Regions from separate parts of the Capra hircus genome. Here region 2 is linked to region 1. Evidence: chromatin contacts called from public Hi-C data. All regions are on one chromosome and are shown on one strand. Each heading gives the region's core, a stretch centred on a gene start, on an enhancer-like site or on the middle of the called end of the contact. The rest is flanking DNA. Distances are from core to core; before and after follow the strand shown.

Region 1 (4,798 bases), core at 713-3,212:
TCCCCATGGATGGCGCTTGAGCAGAATGACTGATTATTGCTTTTCTGGATTGAAAGACGGCCAGAAGAATTCACGTACACAAGTGATTCTTTCCCTTCCCCTACCACTTTGGAGACCTTTGGCAATGTCTGGCAACATTTTTGTTGGTCATATTTAGGTGGAGGGAGCTACTGGCCTCTAGGGGGTAGAGGTCAGCCAGGGATGTTGCTGCACTTCTTAGAGTGCACACAGGACTTTCCCCTAAAAAAAAGGATGGTCTAACCCCAAATGTGATTAGCGCCACTGTAGAGAAATCTCGATCCAACATATATATATATATATATATATATATGGCTGAGTTCCTTCACTGTTCACCTAAAACTAACTCAACATTGTTAATTGGCTATACCCCAATACAAAATGTTTTCGGTGTTAAAAAAAATAAGATTTAAAAAAAAGAGAGAGAAAAAAAAGAAATCCCAATCCACACTGATTTATGGGTAGGGAAAGACAGTTTACTGGATGGTCAGGAACTTGAAAAGAACATGATTCAAAGATCTGTGACCAGCAGATGTGGTAACAAAGGAAGACATCTGTAGACAGCTCTCTTAATGTACGGAAATATTATGTCCCATGTTTATGCTCATTACAAATACCTCATTCAGGGACTTCCCTTGTGGTCCAGTGGTTAAGACTCCAGACTTACAGTGCAGGGGGCTCAGGCTCCATCCCTGGTCAGGGAGCTAAGATTCCACAAGCCCAGATGGCCAATTTCTTTTCTTTTTTCTTTTTTTAAAGAAAGAAATGCAGAGATCTCAGGCTGCCACACACCTAAGTCACAATCTGCTTTAAAGATTCCAGGGGACTTGTGTGTATCTTACAGTTCCAGAGGCCTTCAACCTGAGAGGTAGGCTGTCTGGAGATGCCCATTCTGCAGTCGCTGGCAGTTCTGATGATGTGTGAATGTCACTGTTGAGTTGAGGGTGTGGGAGGAGGTTTTGCTTATGAGATGGAACCAGTGCTCCTAAAGGGGCTAGTGGACATCCAAGCGCCCTCTCCTCAAGGGGCGCGGGGAGAGGGATGGGGGCACAGGTGGGAGGCCAGGGCAGAGCCGCCACCCGCATCCCAGGGAGGCAAATTCGCTTCAAAACCCTGAGTGGGCCCGATGGCACTCAGGTGACCGCTCCATGGAAGAGGCCAGTTGGCAAGGTTAGGGGGGAAAAGCCCCTCCCCCAAAGCATGTAAAATATACCCATCAAAAAGCAAAGGGCTGTAAATGTCTTTATTTCTCTCCCCATTCAATGGCTGTTGAGTTCCCACAGGCACGAGGCAGACACCAGCTAGCACACCACTTTCCGCAGCATAACTTGTGTCCTATCTGTGTACTTACTACCTGGGTGGCTGGCGTCAGTGCAGGTTCCGGCACCACGAGGACCTTGTGACCAAACGCATACAGAGCACGGACGGAGGATCGCTGGCCTCCGGGTGGACCAGACCGCAAAGGAGACACTGACCGCGTGGAGAGGACAGCCGGGCAGGCGGGGCCGCGGCGCGCGCTCAGGATCTAGGCCGCAGGCTCCTTGCGCCGCCGCCGCCGCTCCCCGCAGTAGCAGCGTGAGCTGCAGCGCTGGATCTCGGGCGCCAGTAGTTCTCGCCCTGGCAGCGCCGCTGCGCCGGCCCTGCACCCCAGCTGCCCTAACAGTTCAAGTGCGCGGCCCGCGCGTTGCCATTGGCTAACGCCAGGCCTCCCTGCGCCGGGCCAAAGTCCTCAGTGTAGCTCTGCGACTTGGATTCTTCCGCCCCCGCCACCCCCGCCCGGGTGCCTGGCTGCAAGCGGTTCTGCTGCCAATACATGGCGCACAGCCACAGCGCTCCCACCGCCTGCACCTGAGGGACGCTCTGTCTCCCCGGCGCCCAGAGGCTGCAAAGGAGGCCTGGACGTAGCCGCCCGAATGCCCCCCGCCGGTACGAGGCTCGCGCACTCGAGCTTGAGCACCGGCGCGAGCCCTCGGCCTCTGGCCTACCTGGCGGCCGCTTGATCTTGGAGGCAGCGAGGGAGGCTTCGCGGCGCCGCTGCTCCTGAAGCGCTCCTGCCCGCGGATCAGGTAGTAGCCGATCACCTCTTCCTGGAACTGGTGCCGGTGGCTGGTGAGCAGCAGGCCCGCGAAGATGAACCTTTGCTCGCCCTGCACGGCGGCGCGCAGGATGCTGAGCTCAGCTTCACGTCCATGCTGTACTTCCAGCTGTCGCCTGGGGCCTGCCGCCTTGTACGTGGGCGACGGCGCGGTCTTCTCTAAGGACACCCACGACCACGTCACGATATAGCCCAGGATCTGGACTCTGGGGCCACACTGCCACCGACTGACACTTGTGCAATCAATAACACAGGGACCTGCCTTGGGAGCCTGTGAAGATGAGATACACGAAAATGCTGAAGGAGAAAAGCGCCCCGGGGAAGTGCCAACCTGTCCTGGGTACTGACTGTGTGCCAGTCATGCCCCTCACTTGCTTTCCTCTTGAAACTTAAAAAGTACTGGTTACGGGACTTCTCTGGTGGTCCAGTGGCTAAAACTCCGAGCTCCCAGTGTAGGGGTCCCAAGTTGGATCCCTGGACAGGGAGCTAGATCTCGCCTGCTGCTACTAAGATTCGGTGCAGTCAGTCAGTTCAGTCGCTCAGTCGTGTCCGACTCTTTGTGACCCCGGGGACTGAAGCACCGTCAGGTTTCCCTGTCCATCACAGACTCCGGGAGCTTGCTCACACTCATGTCCATAGAGTCGGTGATGCCTTCCAACCATCTCATCATCTCATTTATATTTGACACGGTGCAGCCAAATATAAATAAACATTTTTTAAAACATTGGGTAGGAGAGCAATTATTTGTAAGCTGCTTCTTCTTTTTTTAAAGCAAATCCTTTTTCCTGGGGCTTTACTATTGAGATCGCCCGCGGGAATCAGTCAGATACTTTGAGCAACCGGAGGCATATCGAACATGGGTCCTCCCTGAGGGTAGGGGGGTGGAGTTGCAGGGGGTGGAAGGCACCTTTCTCACTGCCTTCCCCTCCCGGGAGGAGGAGAAGAGAAGGAGGTGTGCCCAAGAATTACTCCCTCGGTTCCCAGCTTTTCCCAAGGACCCACACAGTGTTATAATTAATTCCCCTCCGTGGCAGCATATCGTGTTCCAATCTCGGCAGAGAGAGTTTTGGTTGTGACTTGCCTACGGTTTGTTTTCTGCACAGGCGTGTTTATGCCTCTCCTTCTGGAGAAACTAAGGGGACAAAAACTCCCCTAGCCAGAGCGCGCGCCTACGTCCCGACCCGCCGCACACAAGCGCACAGGCACGCGTTCCAGACGGAGCCCGGGTGGCGGCGACCGAGGGCAGGCCTGGGAACCCCCACGTGGAAGATGCGCCCCGCCCGCCGGTCCGTCCCGGCGCGCGCCAGGCTTCCCCGGGTCTCGGAAGGGATCCATAAACGCGTCACATTGATGCAGCTGCGAAGAAGGTCCAGCTTAGCTTCTAGCGACAGGATCAGGATCGGTGTTTGTAGAGAGGCACACTGAGTGAGACGGAGCCCAGCTCTCCAGCGTGTACCCCGGCCCGGCCGCAGGCACCGCCCCCAGCCTCTCCACAGAAACCTGAGACAGCCTGCCGCCTTGTCTGGCGCTCGGGGAGGCGTCATAGGGTAGGATCTTATTAGGCCCGCCCTGCGGGCGTTATCCCACCCCTAGTCCAGCCCAGTGTCCACTGCAAAGTGCAGAGTCCCTCAGAGGGATCCCGGCTGGAACGCAAAAGAGAGAGACCTGTGCCAGGTGGCCCAGGAGGAGACGGAGGCTCAGAGCCTCTGCAACCCTCACTGAGGACAGGAAAGGGCCGCAGAGACCAGATGTCTCCATGATTAAAGAAACTGTATGGAGGGCTTCCCGGAGGAAGCTCCAATGCAGGAGCCACATGTTCAATCCCTGGGTGGGGAAGATCCCCTGGAGGAGGAAATGGCAACCCACTCCAGTATTCTTGCCTGGGAAATCCCATGGACAGAGGAGTCTGGTGGGCCACAGTCCAGGGATTCCTAAAGAGTCATGACTGAGGGCGCGCACACACACACACACACACACACACACACACACACTGATTTAAAGGGAAAATTCATTAAGTGATGCTAGGTTTCCAATTGAATGATTGGTTAATTTCAGAAGATAAGAATGCCCAGAAAGGGCCTCCGTGTTGGCTCAGTGGTAAAGAATCTGTCTGCCAATGCAGGAAACACAGGTTCAGCTCCTGATCTGGGAAAATCCCACATGCAGTGGAGCAACTAAGCCCAAACCGCAGCTACTGAGTGTGTGCTCTAGAACCGGTATTCCACAACAAGAGAAGCCACCACAATGACAGGCCCTTCCACCCCAAGTAGAGAGTAGCCACCGCTCACAACTAGAGAAAAAACCTGTGCAACAAGGAAGACCCAGCACAGCCAATAAAAATAATAAGAAGGAAACCAAATGGAGGTGTACACAGAATGTCTGCATCCGTATGAGCATTGTGGCTAGAGCCTTCAAAACCACCACTAGCCATTTTAAGTATTTCCTCTTTACTGTGGACACTAAAGAACAGTTGGAGACATCACCTGGTTGAGACGTGGGCTGAAAAGCAGGTGCCTTCCTTGGGCAGCAGACCAAAAAAGCTGTTACTGCTGCTGCAGTTTCTGAGGAAGACCTGGGTCAGATGGAGTACCACACATGGTCACCCAGGAGGGGGCTTGGGGCCAGGCCTGCCCATCTCCTCCCAGAGAAGGGGAGAGAGGGCTGGCGGCCCACCTGCTCCTACAT
Region 2 (4,798 bases), core at 1,600-4,099, 53 kb after region 1:
TTAATACTTAAAAGGCCTTTGGAGCTGTGGTAAAAAAACACCTGTGCGGGAAATATCCTAGTGGGGGTCAGCAGAAAAGAGTTCAAAACAAGGCAGATGGTCAAGGAGTCAATGTCAAGAGGTAGATTTAGCTCACATCTTTTTAAAAAACATCACATGAAAAGATGTCAATGTTATTAAATATTAGAGAAATACAACTCAAGATTGCAACAAAGTATCACTTCACATGGGTCAGAATGGCTACAAACAATAAATGGTGGAGAGGGGAAGAAGTAAAGGGAACCCTCCTACACTGATGCTGGGAGTGGAAATTGGGAACAGCTACTGTGGAGGACTTCCCTGATAACTCAGTTGGTAAAGAATCCGCCTGCAATGTGGGAGACCTGGGTTCGATCCCTGGGTTGGGACAATCCCCTGGAGAAGGGAAAGGCTACACACTCTATTCTGCCTGGAGAATTCCATGGACTGTATAATCAATAGGGTCGCAAAGAGTTGGACACGACTGAGTGACTTACAACTCACTGTGGAGGATAGTGTGCAGGTTCTTCCTAGGAGGAAAATGAGAATAAAATTAGACTATGTCATAACACAATACACAAAAATATACTCCAAATAGATTAAAGATCTAAATGGAAAAATGGATGCCATGAAACTCGAAAACAAGCAGAACATGCTTTGATAAAAATAGCAAATTCTGAATGCAATAAACGTGGGACCCAATTAACCTTAAAACCATTGGCACAGAAAGATCATAAATGAAAGAAAAAGACAACCCTCCTAATGGGAAAAAACATTTGCAAACAAAGATACCCACAGGGAATTATCTCCAAAACACGTGAACAGCTAGTGCAGGTCAATATATTTTTTCTTTCAGTTCAGTTCAGTTCAGTTCAGTCGCTCAGTCGTGTCCGACTCTTTGCAACCCCATGAATCGCAGCACGCCAGGCCTCCCTGTCCATCACCAACTCCCAGAGCTCACTCAGACTCACGTCCATAGAGTAACCCAATTTAAAAAATGTGTCAAAGATTTCTCCAAAGAAGGCATAAAAGGCCATAAAACATGAAAAGATACTCGGCAACACTAATTCTTAGAGAAAGGTAAGTCAAAAGTACAATGAGGTGTCACCTCACACCCGTCAGAATGGCCGTCTCAAAAAATCTACAACAATGAATGCTGGAAATGGTGTGAAGAGAAGTGAATCCTACACTGTTGGTGGGAACTTACATCCACTAGGGAGAACAATGCCAAGGTTCTTTGAAAAACTAAACACGAAGTGCCATGTGACCCAGCAATCTCACACCTGGGCATAGATTCAGAGAAAACCAAAATTTTAAGACACCTGCACCCCAACAATCATGGCAGCACTACGTACACTAAGATACGGAAGCAGCCTAACAGTAGAAGGACTGATGAGTGGATAAAGAAAATGGGGTACCATACACAATACAGTGTTACTCAGCCATGAATAAGACGAAAGTATGCTGTTTCCAGCCACAGGAAAGTATTAAAGAGATGATACTAAGTGAAGTAAGAGAGGGAGAGGCAAGTATCATGATGTCACCTCTAGATAGAATCTTGAAATAGATATAAATGAAGTTTACTAAATAGAAACGTGCTCACAGAAACAGAAACAGGCTTTCCTAACAGGAAAAATGATGGGGGAGCAGGGAGAAATTAGCTGGTTCTGATTAACATACACACTCTACTATTTATAAAAATATAATAAAAAAGGACCCACTCTATAGCACAAGGGGTCCTATGCAGCCCTCCGTAATAAACTGAATGTGAAAAGAACCTGAAAAAAACACATGTACATCCATATTTAAGTGAATACTTCCTAGATGACTCGTTTAGGTAAAGAATCCGCCTGCCAGTGCAGGAGATGCAAGAGACTCAGGTTTGATCCTTGGATCAGGAAGATCTCTTGGAGGAGGGAATGGCAACCTACTTCAGTATTCTTGCCTGGAGAAACCTGCAGACAGAGGGACCTGGTAGGCTACAGTCCATGGGGTTACAAAGAACAGTACATGACTGAGGTGTCTTTGCATGCACACATGCATGGAGCAGAGCACCCCGGCCAGTCCTGGGATTGTGTGGACGTGGTGGGTGGCCGGGTCAGCACACAGGCCACCTCATCCCTTGGTGTCCCAGGCAGCTCCCTGCACAAGGTAATCACACCCATGGCCCAGCATGTCAGGTGCCCGTGAATTCCTCTTCATGGCTCAGCCCCCGGGGATGAGAGTCAGGATGCAAAGAGAGGGCGGGAGTGAAGTTTACTCATAGGACCCCTTGTGCTATAGAGTGGGTCCTTTTTTATTATATTTTTATAAATAGTAGAGTGTGTATGTTAATCAGAACCAGCTAATTTCTCCCTGCTCCCCCATCATTTTTCCTGTTAGGAAAGCCTGTTTCTGTTTCTGTGAGCACGTTTCTATTTAGTAAACTTCATTCACAGAGCCCTTGGGCAGGTGGGCTGTTGGACACAGGGGAGTGAAAGGGAAGCCAAGAGGGACCTGGGCGGGGGCAGGTTGGCGATCTGGTGATGATGAGCAAGGGCAGGTAGCAGCAGGGGTTGAGGGCTGGTGACAGAGCGAGGACAAGGGGGGCCCGAGGCAGAGACAGATCCTGACTTGTCTTCCCGCTCACTCTGGCACCCCCTGGGAGCCCCCGCCTTTCTGAGCCTCAGTCTCCCCTCCTTCCTGTCTGAAATGGGCATGATGGCAGTGTGCATCTGACAGACAGGGATGTTTATGCAGAAAGAGGAAGCAGTTGATCAACCGCCAAGTCCTGTTCAGCTCCTCCTGGCTGTGCCTGCAGGAGAGCAGGCTCCGGTGCGCACAGGACACACCTGCGTGTGCTGGGTGCTGGCCTCGAGGCCATCTGAGCCTGTGCCCAGTGTGCCTGGCCAAGGGGACAGCTGGGTCCTGCCTGCAGGGATGTCACAAGGGGTGTGGTCAACGTGGGGGACCTGGGCTGGGATCTATCTGTCTGGCACATTCTGTCTCCTTCCCCAGCTGTGTGGGCTGGGGTCTGAGGCTGCGTCCAGATCGTCAAGTTCAGGTGCACTGGCCTCTGCAGGATGGCAGCCCCTCCAGGTGACCACCATGGCTGGACTCACACATCACACAGTGGGTTTGCTGCCTGGCTTTGCCCACTGCTGGCTGGCTGGCTGGAGTGTGGGGGCCCCAGGAGGGCTGCTCCCCAGAGGGCACTACACTAAGTCCTGGAGCTGTACTGTCCTGGGTCCTACACATAAATCTCAGTAGAACTAAGCTGCTCTTCTGAAGCCACATAGGATATGGAGTTGGGGTTTTTTCCATTTTATTGATGTGTAGTTGACTTACAAATGCTGTGTTAATTTCTGCTGTAGAGCAGAGTAACTCAGTTATACACATGTATACATTCTCTTCGTGTTCTTTTCCATTATGGTTTATCACAGGATGTTGAATGTAGTTCCCTGTACCATACAGGTCTTGGTTATTGAGAATAGTGCTGTTATGACCAGGTATATGTCCAGGAGTGGGGTTGCTGGATCGTATGGTAATGGAATTAGTTAAGATGAAACCAGAACCTTCCTTAGGATCCTAAACTTTCTCCGATCACAGCACCTTTCATTTTGCCTTAATTTCACATAGTCTCCAGGACAAAAGAAATACCTAACAGCTCTGCTTATTAAATAGTTAGGCTGAATGGTTTAGTATTTGTCCTAAAAACTTTGAAGCTGATTGTAAAGTAACATTGAAACAAACATATAAGTCATGTGTTCATGCATGCTACGTTGCTTCAGTCGTGTCTGACTCTAATCCTATGGACAGTTGCCTGCCAGGCTTCTGTGTTCATGGGATTCTCCAGGCAAGAATATTAGAAAAATGTGAAAAGTGAAAGTCTCTCGTTCATCCTCACCCACAGTTGCTCACTAGTGAAGGAGAGTCTTGTTAGAAGTGTTTGGGTACCACCCTCATTTCCTGGTCAGTGTTAACTTTTGTGTGGGACTCGCTTATTGGAAAAAATTTTCAATGCTTTGTATTTATTTATTTCTCTTTTATTTTTAAAATTTTGAAAGTATAATAACACATTTACAGGAGACTTAGAAAATACAGAACAAAGTTATTTATAGTTCCACTGTATATTACAATTTTTAAGTATCTAAATTAAGATTTTTAGCTGGAGTTTCAATATCAAACTCTCAATAATTAATAGAATAAACATACAGAGCAGAAGGATATAATATACCTGAAAAGCACTATGAACCAATTCAACATAATTTTTTTGGCACTTTGTTGTATGTCCCTAGATATGTTCCAGTGTTCCTAGTTTATAGCCTGTGGGAACTGGAATAAAATTTGTATCCTACTGTTGTGTGAAAATTGTATAAAACAGATATATTCAGTGCTCTTTTTAAAACCTGTGGTAAAATACAACATGAAAGTGACTCTCTTCACTGTTGTTAAGTGTTCAGTTCTGTGGCATTAAGTACATTCACATTGTTTGCAGCCATCACCACCATCCATGTTCAGAACTCTTTAATCTTGTGAAACTGAGACTTTCTCTCCGTTAAATATTAACTCCCCTAATCAGCTCTGTTACCCAGAGAGGCCTGGAAATGGTGGCCTCGCCAACAGTAGAAAGATACCCAGACCCCTTGATGGTGGGTTTGAAATTCAATTTTCTGCTAAAGGAAACTAGGACTCCTCCGACAAATGGCAGATTCTGAGTCAAGAATAGGAACTGTTCAAGTTGTACCTGGAATATTTTGTCAGAGCACAGGAACCTTCAGACCCACTGGAATGGTATTAA

Evidence for each region. A called contact is a pair of places that touch in the nucleus more often than the background predicts.
Region 2: a Hi-C map of blood shows a contact between it and region 1, with 2.3 times the contacts expected there. The contact joins two enhancer-like sites. A contact is called at or near these places in 2 of 5 Hi-C or Micro-C datasets (both in blood).

Annotation. Positions count from the first base shown.
Region 1 is chr21:27,339,874-27,344,671 of ARS1.2, forward strand. No RefSeq gene overlaps it. Among named protein-coding and RNA genes, the nearest start is that of KLF13, 86 kb to the left of the region's middle. Within about 2 kb of position 1,963, at least 2 of the 5 cell types and tissues checked have an H3K27ac peak or open chromatin away from gene starts, as enhancers often do.
Region 2 is chr21:27,392,017-27,396,814 of ARS1.2, forward strand. No RefSeq gene overlaps it. Among named protein-coding and RNA genes, the nearest start is that of KLF13, 140 kb to the left of the region's middle. Within about 2 kb of position 2,850, at least 1 of the 5 cell types and tissues checked has an H3K27ac peak or open chromatin away from gene starts, as enhancers often do.